Regions from separate parts of the Mus musculus genome. Here region 2 is linked to region 1. A link is a contact called in public Hi-C data. All regions are on one chromosome and are shown on one strand. The core of a region is the stretch at or near the end of the contact, and the rest is flanking DNA. Distances in the headings are between cores, read along the strand shown. Region 1 holds the start of Fam171a2 (family with sequence similarity 171, member A2). Region 2 overlaps Gm11627 (predicted gene 11627).

The links. A called contact is a pair of places that touch in the nucleus more often than the background predicts.
Region 2: a Hi-C map of nephron progenitors shows a contact between it and region 1, with 2.8 times the contacts expected there. The contact joins the enhancer-like site here to the promoter of Fam171a2 in region 1. A contact is called at or near these places in 11 of 39 promoter capture datasets (the 3T3-L1 cell line, the C10 cell line, cranial neural crest and 6 more), 19 of 484 Hi-C or Micro-C datasets (the G1E-ER4 cell line, the HL-1 cell line, embryonic fibroblasts and 8 more), 7 of 115 datasets of contacts at active chromatin or transcription factors (embryonic hindbrain, embryonic stem cells and pancreatic cancer cells) and 4 of 9 other capture datasets (adipose tissue, embryonic stem cells, liver and 1 more).

Annotation. Positions count from the first base shown.
Region 1 is chr11:102,445,049-102,451,548 of GRCm38.p6, forward strand. Fam171a2 (family with sequence similarity 171, member A2) reads right to left here and starts at 2,615. Exons shown (of 8, transcript NM_199200.2): 1 at 2,350-2,615. The coding sequence starts at 2,467.
Region 2 is chr11:102,570,359-102,577,342 of GRCm38.p6, forward strand. Gm11627 (predicted gene 11627) reads right to left here. Exons shown (of 3, transcript NR_040286.1): 3 at 6,041-6,439. Among named protein-coding and RNA genes, the nearest start is that of Gm11627, 5.3 kb to the right of the region's middle. Within about 2 kb of position 3,038, at least 88 of the 459 cell types and tissues checked have an H3K27ac peak or open chromatin away from gene starts, as enhancers often do. A contact at or near this core is called in adipose tissue, embryonic fibroblasts, nephron progenitors and 1 more, where this site is marked.

The sequences.
Region 1 (6,500 bases), core at 1,365-3,864:
CACTGATGGGGATGGGCTACACGGAAAGCAGACCCAGGCCCAAGGGAAAGAGTGTGCAGGGACTGGGACGCATAAACATTTAAATTTCCAGGCTATCTGTGAAACCCCCCCCCCGTCCCCCACCTCCCTTCCTCCAGGGTAACCTGGCCACTCTGGCCCTGAAGGCGAGGTGCTTGGGTTTGGGTGGGTGATGAGGACTTAAATTACTCTCATGGATTTCCACAGGTCGCCTCTGCCATCTAACCCTTTCCACTCAGCACCCGCTTCTCCCTCAAGACTAGGCCCCGCCCCCGCCTTCCTAATGAGCATCATAGATTGGGAGACAAGTGGAGGATGCACTGGATGCTGGGGGAAATCCCAGGTAGAGAGGGAGCCTGGAGCCTGGAGCGGAGAGAAGAAGGGGCGGGGCTGGGGGGCGTGGGCAGCCTCAGAACCTCAAGGCCTTTCACCGACTTGACACTCCACAGTGACAGGTGTCTCTTCTCAGGCTTCCAAAGCAGGATACCACGCCTGGTCCTGGCATCCCATCCAGCTATTCCCAGAGCCCACCTCCCTCTCCAGGATAGGCCAGAGTCTAGCTTGTTAGGGTGGGGCACCCACTCTGCCCACTCCCACGCTGGCTCTCCAAGGAGTGGCAGTCTCCTGCCCCAGTAGGAATTCTGAGAAGCTAAAAGAGTCTGACTGCTCCCAGCCCCATTCTAGGCTTAGGAACAGCTGGAGAAAGCAGCTGGGAAGAGAGGATCCTGGAGTCTGAAATTTTGTCACTTGAGGGAAGCCTTTTGGCTCAAGGGCCAAAGCCTCAAAAGAGGTAGAGGAGGGACCTGGGAAACAAAACAGAGGTGGGCAGGTAAGGCCGGAAGGAAAGTCAGCACCAAGCTGGGAGGTGGGGCAGGTGTCTAGCAGACTCCTTTCCCTGCTTCCCCACAGCCTGGGCTCCCCGCCAGCTGCCTGAGAGAGCCCCTTATTCTGGCTGTATTCCAGCCAATTCCCTGGGCCCTTCCTCCCTCCCCTGGGCCTTGGAGGAGGAGAAGCTTCTTAGCTTGGGCCTCTTCTCTGGGAGATTAGGGGAGACTGAGGCACAGGAAGATCCCTCCCCACCCTCAAAGCTTGGCATTCCATACAGTATCTGCATCTCTCCACTTGGCTAGCCCTGCCTTGTTCCAGGAGGAAATCCGACCTCCTTCCTTCATCCGGACCCTACTTCCCTCAACCAGACCCCCGCCTTCCGCCTTTCCTGCTAGCTTCTGGTGTGTGTGTGTGTGGGGGGGGGGTGGCATAAGGAGCAAAGAACACTGTTTCAGGATGGAACCGCAGGCAGGGAAGGAAGAGCAATTGTGGGGTGGTGGCGCAGGAACCAGAAAGGTGGGAGAGGGAAGCAGGGATGAGGAGAAGAGAGGCCCAGAGCACCCACGAGTGAGCTGTGGAGTCAGGGTGTCCAGCTCCCAATGCAGGGGCCAGCTCTACCTTCACCTCACACACCCATGTGGGCCAGGTTAGGCGTTAGGAGGGTCAGGGTCTCCTTTGGGGGCGGGGGAATGAGTGAAATGAAGAAGGGAAGCTGGTAGAAGAGAGTAGTAGCAAGAGACAGGCTGGACAAGGACCCAGACACCTGCCCTCTCAGCTGGTACTGCCCACAGCTAGCCAGCCAGCTCAGCATGGCTCCGTGACCACAGCCCTGCCATGCGCCTTGAGCCGGGAATCACAATAACGCCTGTACTCGCCCCCCCCCTTCCAAATGCATCCCCTCCCTCTAGCATGAGCTGATCAGTGTTTATTCGGTGAGCCCCAAATTCTAAACCTGGGGGGGGATTGGCTAGAAGCTGTCAGGCTCCTGGGTGAAAACCCCATTCGAGCAGTCAATCCCGCCTACAGCCTCACCCACTCCCCCTCTCCCCTCCCCCCTCGCAGCCCAGCTCTAAGCTCCCAGCCCCAGTCCGGCCAGGGTGGCAGCCGATGTCTGCGCCCCCACCCAGCCTGGGTCGCAGCTAGGGACCCGCGGGGGGCTGCGGAGCCGGCGCCCGCCCCAGCCCGCCCCTGGGCGGGTGTCTTCCGCAGACAATAGCTCTGGCTGCAGTGCCTCGCGGACCAGGAGGGAGAAAAACAAGTCGGAGGAGGCGGCAGCGCCGAGCCTGGAGACCCTCGCCCTCTCCATTGTGTCTCCCCAAGACCCCCGCAGCAAACAGTCCCCCAATCTCTCCCCCAGAAGCACCGATCTCAGGTCGCCTTCCCCCCGCCATCCTGGGAGCAGAATGCATCCCAAGTCACTAGCACCGTGAAGAGGGGGCCAGCGGTGGCAGCCGATCACAGGGTACAGGCCCACGATCGCCGCCCCTCGAGGCCGATACTCACCCTGCGGGCTGGGGGGCTCCGGCGGAGACTTGCCGGGAGCCCGGGAGGCGCCGCCGAGCAGCAGCCCCAGCAGCGGCAGCAGCCGCGCGAGGACGCCGGGGCCACTCGGCGGCGGCATCGCGGGGCTCGGCCGGGCCCTAGCGGTCCATCGTTGCCGCCCGGCCCTGATCGGCCGGCCCCGCTCAGCCCCAGTTCTGCACCGCTCTGTGCAGCTCCGGGTTGGGCTCCCGCTCCGGCTGCGGCGCCCGCTCGGCGCGATTGTCTCTGCCCGGAGCGGCCGCCAGCGCCCCCTGCAGTCGACACCCGGCACGGCGGGCCAGCGGGCACCGCCCCCTCGAGGCCCGGCTCTGCCTGCAGCCCACCCGGCAGCCCCCACCCGGTAACCCAAGATTCCAGACAGCAATGGAGTGCAGCGATTAGGGGGCAATTACCCGGGTTGGGGTTGGAGAGCTCTTGAGATGTGGTGTAAAATTGAGGGGTAGGAGAATGGCTATTGCCTACTCCTAAGGGCTGTAGTTGGAAAGAGTGAGAATTTTCTTCTCCCACACCGAGAGCTCCGTAGTGTTGAGGAGGCTGCGGTCTCCATCCAACATTGGGAAGCTGACCTGTGGTCATGTCAGCCTCCTCCCCCGCCCCCCATGACTTCCATTCAGAAACAGGCAAGACAAGTTCCTTACAGCCTTCTTAGCCTCTCTTGCTTTAAAGAGGATGGTCTGAAGTTCAGAATGACCTCGAACTCATGGCCCTTTTCCTGCCTCCGCTTCCAGAGTGTTGGGATTTCAAATGCAAGCCGCTATATTCAGCCTCACTTATCCTTTAAAGTGACAATCATAATAATCTCTACCTAGTAACGTGGTTGAGATACCAAGGTGTGTGTGAGGGGTGGTTCGGGGTGATGGTGGAGGAATGCCAGGCACCTTTTATCCCAACAGGAAGAGCTCTGTGAGTTCAAGGCCACTTTGCTCTACATAGCCAGTTCCTGGTCCTCTGACACAAGTCTGACAGGTGCACCGGTGCAGTAAGTGGTGCTATTGTTGGCCGGGGAGGGGCTTGCCTCCCTTGGAGTAATAAGACCTCCTTCTGGAGGAGACATCTGGCTAGAGAGGTTTTGTAGAAGTGGAAGCAGACGCCTCCCCCCACAAAAGAATCCCATTGGTTCCGGCATCCTGATTGACAAACTGGATCTTCCTTCGCTGAACCCCATGTTTGAAGACAAGCTCCCAAACAACCTTTCTCTCCTTATCGTTTCTGGCTGTCACTATCCCTTAGCTTCTGTTTTGCGTCGTTCTCTCTGCCCAGTCACCTCTTCAGCACAGCCTGCTACCCAGGAGACCTATGACAAGGATGGCTTCCCCTAGGGGACGCAGCAGGCTTCCCTCTGACTAAGTCTCTCTACTTAAGGGGGCAAAGTCACCAGGTCTTTCCCTTCATCCCTTCCTTTCCTCTTTCCCTCTTTTCCTTCTTTCTTTCTCCTCCCCTCATTTCCATCTGTTTCCTCTTCCTCCTCCTTCTTCTCACCGCCCCCGCCCCCCACCTCAGACCCTGGAGTAGCCAGCCAAGGGTAGAGGGGATTGCACGCAGCATCTCTTCCTTTTTAATAGAGATTTCCGTGTAACCATATTTCCCAGTTCTGTGCTTATGTAACTTTTTTTTTTTTTTTTTTTTTTTTTTTGGAACCTAAGTGCAGGCTTTAGCGCTCTTCCTTGGTGAATTTCATCGTGTTGGTCTCAAGCCGACTTCACAATCTGTCAGAGCTCCCTGGAATCTGCCTTGCTTGCCCACTGTATTATCCCTGTGCCTGCCACAGCCAGGAGTTATCTGTGGGGCAGAGAGGCTACTGCTGCCTTCGTTCAAGGATCTCCTGATGTCTCTAGGCAGCCCAGAGTTGACATGGAGCTGAGACACCCCAGAGAGACCCCCCCACCGCACCCCAGTTTTATCAGGATCATTCAGATCTAAAATCCCAGCCACTACAATCCCGCTCACATTTCTCTCGTCCGTGAGGCCCAAGGCTAAAATGCTTTGCTGGGATCAAGATAGGTGGTCTGGGCCATTCAGTTGCAATGACTGACTGACTCCAGAGGAAATTTGGCTGGTATTCAAGGATCACGGCTTAATCTTTACTTAGATATTCAGTCACCCAGCTAGAAACCTGTTCTGGAACTTGCCATGCATGGATGTCAAATCATTGTTATCAGGATTTACCATTTTACCCCTCTGGGTACAATCAAGTATGGGCTCTGGTGAGGTGAATATATGCACCTCTTCTGTCCCTGGACACGTAGCATTGAATTCAGTGTTCAAGGCGTGTCTGCTCAGCCACCACCCCTGCCTCCCTAACAAACAAGTACCCCAGGGCCCTCCCCACCCGGCTCCAGCCTCAGCAACTCCCTCTTTGCCAGAACTTGCCCCCTTGTTACTGGCAGAAATTTTTTTTTTCTGAACACTTTGCTCCATGCAGGGAACGGCTCTTTCATTGCCTCAGATCAACCGTCAGAGCCCTGTCCTTGACTACCTGGCTTCCCTTTGAAGACTTCGGGAAGTGGCGCCTCCACCAGCACCCACTGATATCTCCTCACCACTCCCCTCCTTCCATGCCTCCTTCCGCCTCACCTCACCTCTCCTCTTCTTCTTCTCCTTCTTTTTTTCCTAAGATTTATTTATTTATTTTATGTATTATGAGTACAATTATAGCTGTCTTCAGAAGAGGGTGTCAGCTCTCTGACAGATTTTTGTGTCATTACAGATGGTTGTGAGCCACCATGTGGCTGCTGGGAATTGAACTTGGGACCTCTGGAAGAGCAGTCAGTGCTCTTAACCATTGAGCCATCTCTCCAGCCTCCCTCCTCTCCTCTCTTCTCTCCTGTCCTCCCCTACCCCCTTTCCTCCCCTCCCCTTTCCTCTCCACATCCCCCTTCTCCTCTCCACATCACCCTCCTCTGTCTTTCTCCCCACCCTCAGTACTGAAGATTGAACTCAGGGTCTTGGACATAGTAAACGACTGCTCCCCTACTGAAAGTTGTCTCAGCTTTCTTTTTCCTTACTTTCTAAAAATGTGATAGAAATAGGACCGTTATTAAGGAGGAATGGGAGTAGGGTGGTATGCTGAGGAAAGGCATTGTCTCAGGGTTTCTATTGACTTGACGAAAAACACCAGGACCAAAAAGCAAGTTGGGGAGGAAAGGGTTTATTTGGCTTACACTTCCAGATCATAGCTCATCAGTGGAGGAAGTCAGGACAGGAACTCAAGCAGGACTGGAATCTGGAGGCAGGAGCTGATGCAGAGGCCATGAAGGGAGGTTGCTTACTGGCTTGCTTTCCCTGGCTTGTCAGTATGTTTTCTTATAAAACCCAGGACCACAATGGGCTGGCCCTCCCCCATTGATCACTAGTGTGCTAGAACTGAGAAAATGTCCTACAGCTGGATCTCATGGAGGCATTTTCTCAGCCAAGGCTCCTTCCTGTCTGAGGACTCTAGCTTGTGTCAGGTTGACACACAATAGCAGCCAGTGACAGACATACACTCAAAGTACCCTTTTGAGACAGAATCTAATGTAGCCCAGGCTAGCCTCCAACTCTTTTTTTAAACAATTTTTTATTAGATATTTTCTTCATTTACAATTCAAATGCTATTCCAAAAGTCCCTTATATCCTCCCCCCAACCTTGCTCTCCAACTCACCCACTCCCACTTCCTGGCCTTGGTATTCCCCTGTATTGGGGCATATAATCTTTGCAAGACCAAGGACCTCTCCTCCCAATGATGGCCGATTAGGCCATCTTCTGCTACATACATGAGCTCAGGGGGTACTGGTTAGTTCATATTGCTGTTCCTCCTATAGGGTTACAGACCCCTTCAGCTCGTTGGGTAGTTTCTCTAGTTCCTTCATTGGGGGCCATGTGTTCCATCCTATAGATTACTGTGAGCCTCCACTTCTGTATTTGCCAGGCACTGGCATAGTCTCACTAGAGTCAGCTATATCAGGGTCCTGTGGGCAAAATCTTACTGGCATATGCAATAATGTCTGCTTTTGGTGGTTGATTATGGTATGGATCCCTGAATGGGGCAGTCTCTGCATGGTCCTACCCTCCGTCTCATCTCCAAACTTTGTCTCTGCAACTCCTTAGCCTCCAACTCTTCTGATCCTATTCT
Region 2 (6,984 bases), core at 1,788-4,287, 130 kb after region 1:
TGCTGGTATAGACCAGGCTGATCTTGAACTCACAGAGATCCGTTCCTCTGTGTTGTTTAGGACCAGTCCCCCAAGCCACACTTCTAATTGTAATTCTTTAGGTTCAAAAATGCCAAGACCATGCTATTCCCCAAAGATGGCATTCATCTTCATTCTCTTCATTCATCTTCATTCATTTGTGCTTTATCTACCACCATGTCCCTGAGCCTTCTAAAAGTAGCCCTGAGGGGACTGGAGAGATAGCTTAGCAATGAAGGACACTGAGTATTCTTCTAAAGGTCCTGAGTTCAAATCCCAGCAACCACATGGTGGCTCACAACCATCTGTACAGCTACAGTGCACTGATATACATAAAATAAATAAATAAATCTAAAACAAAACAAAAACAAACAAACAAACACCCCAATGGTTTGAAAATCAGAACCAGGCCTGGTCTACAGAGTGAGTTCTAGGACAGCCAGGCCTACACAGAGAAACCCTGTCTCAAAAAAAAAAAAAAAAAAAAAAGAAAAGAAAAAAAGGAAACTCATAACTAGAAGTAAGAAGTTTATATTCATGAACAACAGCATCCACTTAACCTCAGGTAAAAGAGAGTGGTATTGAGTATATGTAGCCGTGAGTTTTGGCTACACCGCTTCGGCTCCTGGCGAATCCGAAGCATCCATTCAGGAACTATCTTTGGACCCTTGAGTGAATGACACATACACATTAGCTTATTTTAAAGATGCCTTGGCTGCCTTGAAGGCTGAGCACTCCCAAACCTTCCCTGGCTACCTTAGGCCCAACCGAGGAAGTGACCACCCAAATTCTCACGTGTCTGGTTGGCTTTATCTCCGGCCACTCTTGCACCTGATCCTTCTTCCTTGAGGTATGGCGATTCTCCTGACTCTCCTCTGCTCCTCTCTGCATCCTACCCGAGAAACTCTAAGTGTCCTGCCCAGTGCCCAGCCATTAGCTGTTGGCATCTTTATTGATTAATCAAAAACCAATTGGAGACAGAGACCTTCAGCATCTGGACATGCAGATTTCTGATAGAATCAAAGCATTAGAACCAATCTCCAACATATGTGTGTGTGTGCATGTGTATGCACATATATGTATGTATGTATGTATGTATACACACACAGTGTGTGTAGATAGGCACATGTGTGACAGTCAGAGGACAACCTGCAGGAGGTGGTCCTCACAGCTGTTTTGAGAATTCCTTCCAACATCTGAATATGAGGCTCCTTAGGTTTAGCAGCAGGTCCCTTTACTCTCTGAATTTTTAGAAGTTTTGTTTATTACCATGACACATGCATGTATGATACATGGGTTTGCATGCAGGCACCCACACACCACAGCACACATGTGTGGAGGTCAGGTTCAGGAGTGCATTCTCCCCATCTGCCTTGAGACCCAGGGTGCAAACTCAGGCCTTTAGGCTTCCTCCTCCTCCTCCTCCTCTTCCTCCTCTTCTTCCTCCTCCTCCTCCTCCTCCTCCTCCTTTTTTTGGTTTTTTCGAGACAGGATTTCTCTGTGTAGCCGTGGCTGTCCTGGAACTCATTCTGTAGACCAGGCTGGCCTTGAACTCAGAAATCCACCTGCCTCTGCCTCCCAAGTGCTGGGATCAAAGGCATGCACCACCACTGCCCAGTTTCTTCTTCTTTTTCTTAAAGAATTATTTATTTATTTTATGTGTATATATGAGCACACTGTTGTTCTCTTCAGACACACCAGAAGAGGGCATCAGATCTCATTACAGATGGTTGTGAGCACTATGTGATTGCTGGGACTTGAACTCAGGACTTCTGGAGGAGCAGTCAGTGCTCTTATCTATTGAGCCATCTTTCCAGCACCTTTAGGCTTTCAAAGCTCCGATTATTCTGGCTCTTCTAGTTGTGTGACTTTAGGCAGGTGACCTAAATACGTACCTCAGTTTCCTGGGATGTAAAATAGCAGATAGTATCTGGCTGCCTTGTTCTGCAGGTTTCAGCTTCAACTGCTAACTGTTTTTAATCTACAGCCCTAGAACTCCAAGAGCTATGAAGGAGAGTACACGTTATACAGCATACATTTATGGACACCAACTGTGAATAGTTACAAAAGTAACCATTTGCTGAACAAATATCACACATTTCTAATATTTTAATAATCTATTTACTTTTATTTTATGTATTTTGCTTCCATGTATATCTGTGTGTGGATGTCAGATTTGGAGTGGACAGTTGTGAGCTGCCATGTGGTTGCTGAGAATTGAACTCAGGTCCTCTGGAAGAACAGTCAGTGCTCTTAAACCCTAAGTCATCTCTCCAGCCCCGTGTGTGTGTGTGTGTGTGTGTGTGTGTGTTTTGAGGTCTCACCCCCAATGTAGCCTCATGCCTCCATCTCCCAAATACGAGGACTTATTGGCGTGCATCACCACGCCCTGCTGTTACTTAACACACTTTTTTTCTTTTTTAATTAGATATTTTCTTTATTTACATTTCAAATATTATCCCCTTTCCTAATTTCCCCTCCGAAAACCCCCTATCCCCTCCCCTCTTCCCCTACTTAACACACTTTTATTAAAAGATGATATGTGCGTGGTCTCCCATAGAACTCTAGCTGGGGTCCTCTAGGACCTCAGTCCAGCAGAGGGCGCTGTGGCCTCAAAATGCAATTCTCAGCTTACTCTTTGGCTGAGTAATGCGGAGGGAAAGAGGGAACTCACTGGGGCGTTTTGGCTGTACCCCCTTCAGAACCTTTGTCCCAACCAACTTCTTTCTCCAAGCACTCAGCAAACCTGCTCAGCCGCGCAGCTCGCTGCGGAGTGAACACCACCTCCTGAAGGGATCGCTGGAGTTTTCAGTCTTCTACGTCTTTTTTTTTTTTTCTTCTTTCTTTTCTTTTCATTTCTTTCTTTCTTTTCTTTTCTTTTTTCTCATTTCATTTCACTTCTTTTCTTTTCTTTTTCTTTTGTTTTTATAAACCCTAGAAGCCTCATCCCAGCAGTGAATCATCGGCCTTATGCTTCTCTCTTTCTGTTCCAAATTCCAAGGCGGCAACCTCTCTCTTAGCCTTCTGGGCACCCGCAGCCATCTTTATCCCAGCCCAGCTCCTCATACAAAACGCACTCACTCTCCAGCCTACTCTTGTTTCACTCTGCTGGAAGACAAAGAGCCTCTTCTCCTAGTCTTTCACCAAACAGTTCTTTGGGACCAAGATTACCATCGCGCAGCGTTGAAGAGAGTTAACCTTTATTGAGCGCACACTGTGCATCAAGCACTTGGTTGGCATTATTCTCTCAATCACTCTGAGAGGTTTCTGGCCCATTTAATAGGTTACATAGTTAAGGCCATAGAGTAGCTAAGGGACACACATTCTAAGGTCGCACAGTGTGGAGTCAATTTTTTTTTTTTTTTCCTAAATAATTTTTGGAGAGGGCAGAGGCTGGAGAGATGGCTCAGCAGGTAGGAGTACTTGTTGCTTTTACAAGAGGACCCAGGTTTGGTCTCCAGCCCCCTCATGACAACTCACATCTGTCCATACTTTTCACACCTTCTGGCCTCCTTGGGCAGCAGATACACATATGATATACAAACCTGTTTTTTTAATTAATTAATTTATGGTGTTGCACCGGACACACACAAACTCATATCATGTTCAGAATACTGTTCCATGGGGGTCAGTTTTCTTCTTCTACTGTGTGCATTGTGGATTAAATTCAGGCAAATACTATACCAGTAAGATATATCCCCAGTAACATTTTTTGTTTTTTTCCAGACATGATTTCTCTGGGTAGCCCTGGCTGTCCTGGAACTCACTCTGTAGACCAGGCTGGCCTCAAACTCATAGTGATCTGTCTGCCTCTGCCTCCCAAGTGTTGGGATTAAAGGCATGCACCACTACTGCCTGACTCTACAACATTTTTTTTTAATTATTTATATACATCAGAAGAGGGCATCAGATCCCATTATAAATGGTTGTGAGCTGCCATGTGGGTGCAGGGGATTTGAACTCAGGACCTCTGGAAGAGCATCCAGTGCTTTTAATCACTGAGCCATCTCTCCAGCCCTTAACAAAAAAATTTTAATTATATTTATTTGTGAGACGGGGAACGTGCACACCACAGAGGATGATGCAGAGGTCAGAGGACAACTGGCAGGAACTGGCTGTCTTCTTCTGCCCTGTGGGTCCTGGGGATTGCAGGCAGGTCATCAGACTTGGTCTCAAATACCTCTGCCCACTGAACCATCTCACCAGCCCACTTGTTTTGTTTTGTTTTTAACAAAATTATTTTATGTATATGAGTTTTTGTCTGTGTACTCCGTTTTTGCTATTTTTGCAGTGTTCACGGAAGCCAGAAGAGGACCCTGAATTCTCTGGAACAGGAGTTACAAATAGGTGTGAGCCACCGTGTGGATGCTGAGAGTGGACCCCAGGTGCTCAGATTAAAGGTGCGCACCATATGTACAGCCTGACAATAAAAAAAATTTTATTTATTATTATTACTTATAAAATATTTATAGCAAATATTTTATTTATTGTTAGTTTTAATTATGCGTTTGTGTGTGTCTGCATGTTCACACACACACACACACACATAGAGTACAGGTATCTTTGGAGCCCAGAGGCATTGGATTCCCTGAAGCTGGAGTGACAGATGGTTGTGAGCTGCCCTGGTAGTAAAGGGAATTGTACTCAGATACTCTAGAAGAAGAACAGACAATGCTCTTTATCACTGACCCATCTCTCCAGCTCCTCCCACAATTTTTAAAATGGGCCTTTAGTACCTGGACTTGTTGGACCCAAACAGGCTCTACATATTGTTCAATATCCTTTTAAAATTTTATTATTACCTTGCATATGAAATGCATGTGCCTATGTGTGCACATGTCACAGCATGTGGGCAAAGATTAGAGAGCAGCTTCCTGTAGTCAGTTCTCTCCCTCCACGCTTTACTGGTGCTGAGGACATGAGGACTTTTGCTGTGTATTGTAATGCAAAGTGTGGTCCCCAAGAAAGACCTGGTTGCCCCAGAAATACAAGAGTCTGCACATAGACCCAAGTGATACTATGTGCCCTTGTACCCAAGTTGCTTTTGATTGGTAAATAAAGATGCTGACAGCCAATAGCTGGGCAGGAGAGATATAGGTGGGTTTTATGGTTTTCGGGCTGGGGGTTGTTGAGGGAGAGTCAGGAGCTGGAGAAGAAGGTGAGGAGAAAGGAGAAGCCACCATGGGCTAGGTGCGCCATGAGAACGTGACACTGAGGGCTGGCCAGTTAGAGTTACGAGCAGCCCAGATGAAACACAGTAATAACTCAGGGTTATCGATAGGGAAGTAGATTTTAATAGCATAGAGGGTAGATATCTGCCCAGCTCTTGTGCTGTTTAAGGCTTATTATTAATAATAAAAGTTGTGCCAGGCGTGGTGGTGCACGCATTTAATCCCAGCACTGGGGAGACAGAGGCAGGCGGATTTCTGAGTTCGAGGCCAGCCTGGTCTACAAAGTGAGTTCCAGGACAGCCAGGGCTATAAAGAGAAACCCTGTCTTGAAAAACCAAAAAAAAAAAAAAAAAAAAAAAAAAAAAAAAAAAAAAATAATAATAATAAAAGTTGTGTGTCTTTATCCGGAGACTAAATGACCAAAGGTAGGGTAGAAACCCCGGATTGAAATTAAAAATTTCTACAAAAACATGGGCTCCAGGGATGGAACTCGGGTCGACTGCCTCTACCTGCTGCGAGCCATCTTTTGAGCCCACTGTGCAATATCTTGGGGTTTTTTGTTATAGTATTTTGTTTTGTTTTTGAGATGAGGTCCCACCATGTAACCCTGGCTGTCCTTAATTTGTCTCCGTAGAGCAGGCTGACCTCAAACTTCTAGAGCCTCCTCTGCCTCCCCAGTGCTGGGATCAAAGGCCCGCACCACCACACCCAGCGGCTGTTCAGTATCTACCCACTTGTCCAGTCTGAGTCACGAGTACACAACTGACCAAACAGAGGTGCTGTGAGGGCAAAACTAAATTCCAACGACAGTTTAAAGGAGGAAAAAAAAAAAAAAAAAAGAAGCAAATTTAGCACTAATTATTTTATATTGATTACATATGAAAATAGTTTACATCATTGGATTAAATATTATTAAGGTTCATCTCACTTGTCTTAATATTTTTTTTCTTTCTGTTAAACTACGTGGCTACTAGAATATTTTAAATATCCCGGGTGACTCGAATTCCTTCTCTCTGAGTCAGCGTTACTCTGGGAGCTGTCTGCTCAGTGAGGGTCGGGATGATTCAAATATGAGATGAGCATCCCTTGGTATCCAGGAGAGCTGTTTCCAGCAACTCTGTGGGTATCAAAATCTTCAGGGGCTGAAATCCTTCATATCAAAATGACGTTCTATTTGGGTACAGCCGGTGCAGATCTTCTTGGAAACGAACAATCCCTCCTGCCTGCAAGTGCCGTGGAGGTAACTGTTACTGTTTATGGAGCAAAACAAGGAAAGAAAGGTTGCTTAGTGCTGACACAGTCTCCAGAAAACAAAAAAATAAAATAAAAAATTTAAAAAGCAGATACACACATTTTTCCCTCATAATATAGACCCATGGTTGGTTGAATACTTTGTAGGGGAGTCTGAGGATAAAAGATCTGGGGCGACTGTCATATTAAGACCATGGAATTAAGACCAGAGAACTCCTGGAAGAAGGATGCTGGTGTTGCTGTCCTAAGGTCCACGGTGTTCTAAAAGTCCAAATATGGTTCTGGGGAGAAGAGCAGTCGGAAATCAGAGGAAGGAAGAGGGTAAAGCCAGCAGGAAGCCCGGGCACCTGGTGAGGCCACACAGCTTTCAGATGGTCTTCAAGGCATGGAATTCCAGACTTCCCAAGGTGGGGAGTGATAGGCTGGGCCGTGCTAGGTCAGGTGGAGAGAGGAGAGGGGTCGTGAATGACATACTAGCCACCTCTGCTCCGGTATCTGCTGCCTCAGGTCTTTCTTCTAGCCCGAGGGGAATGCAGCGCAGGGA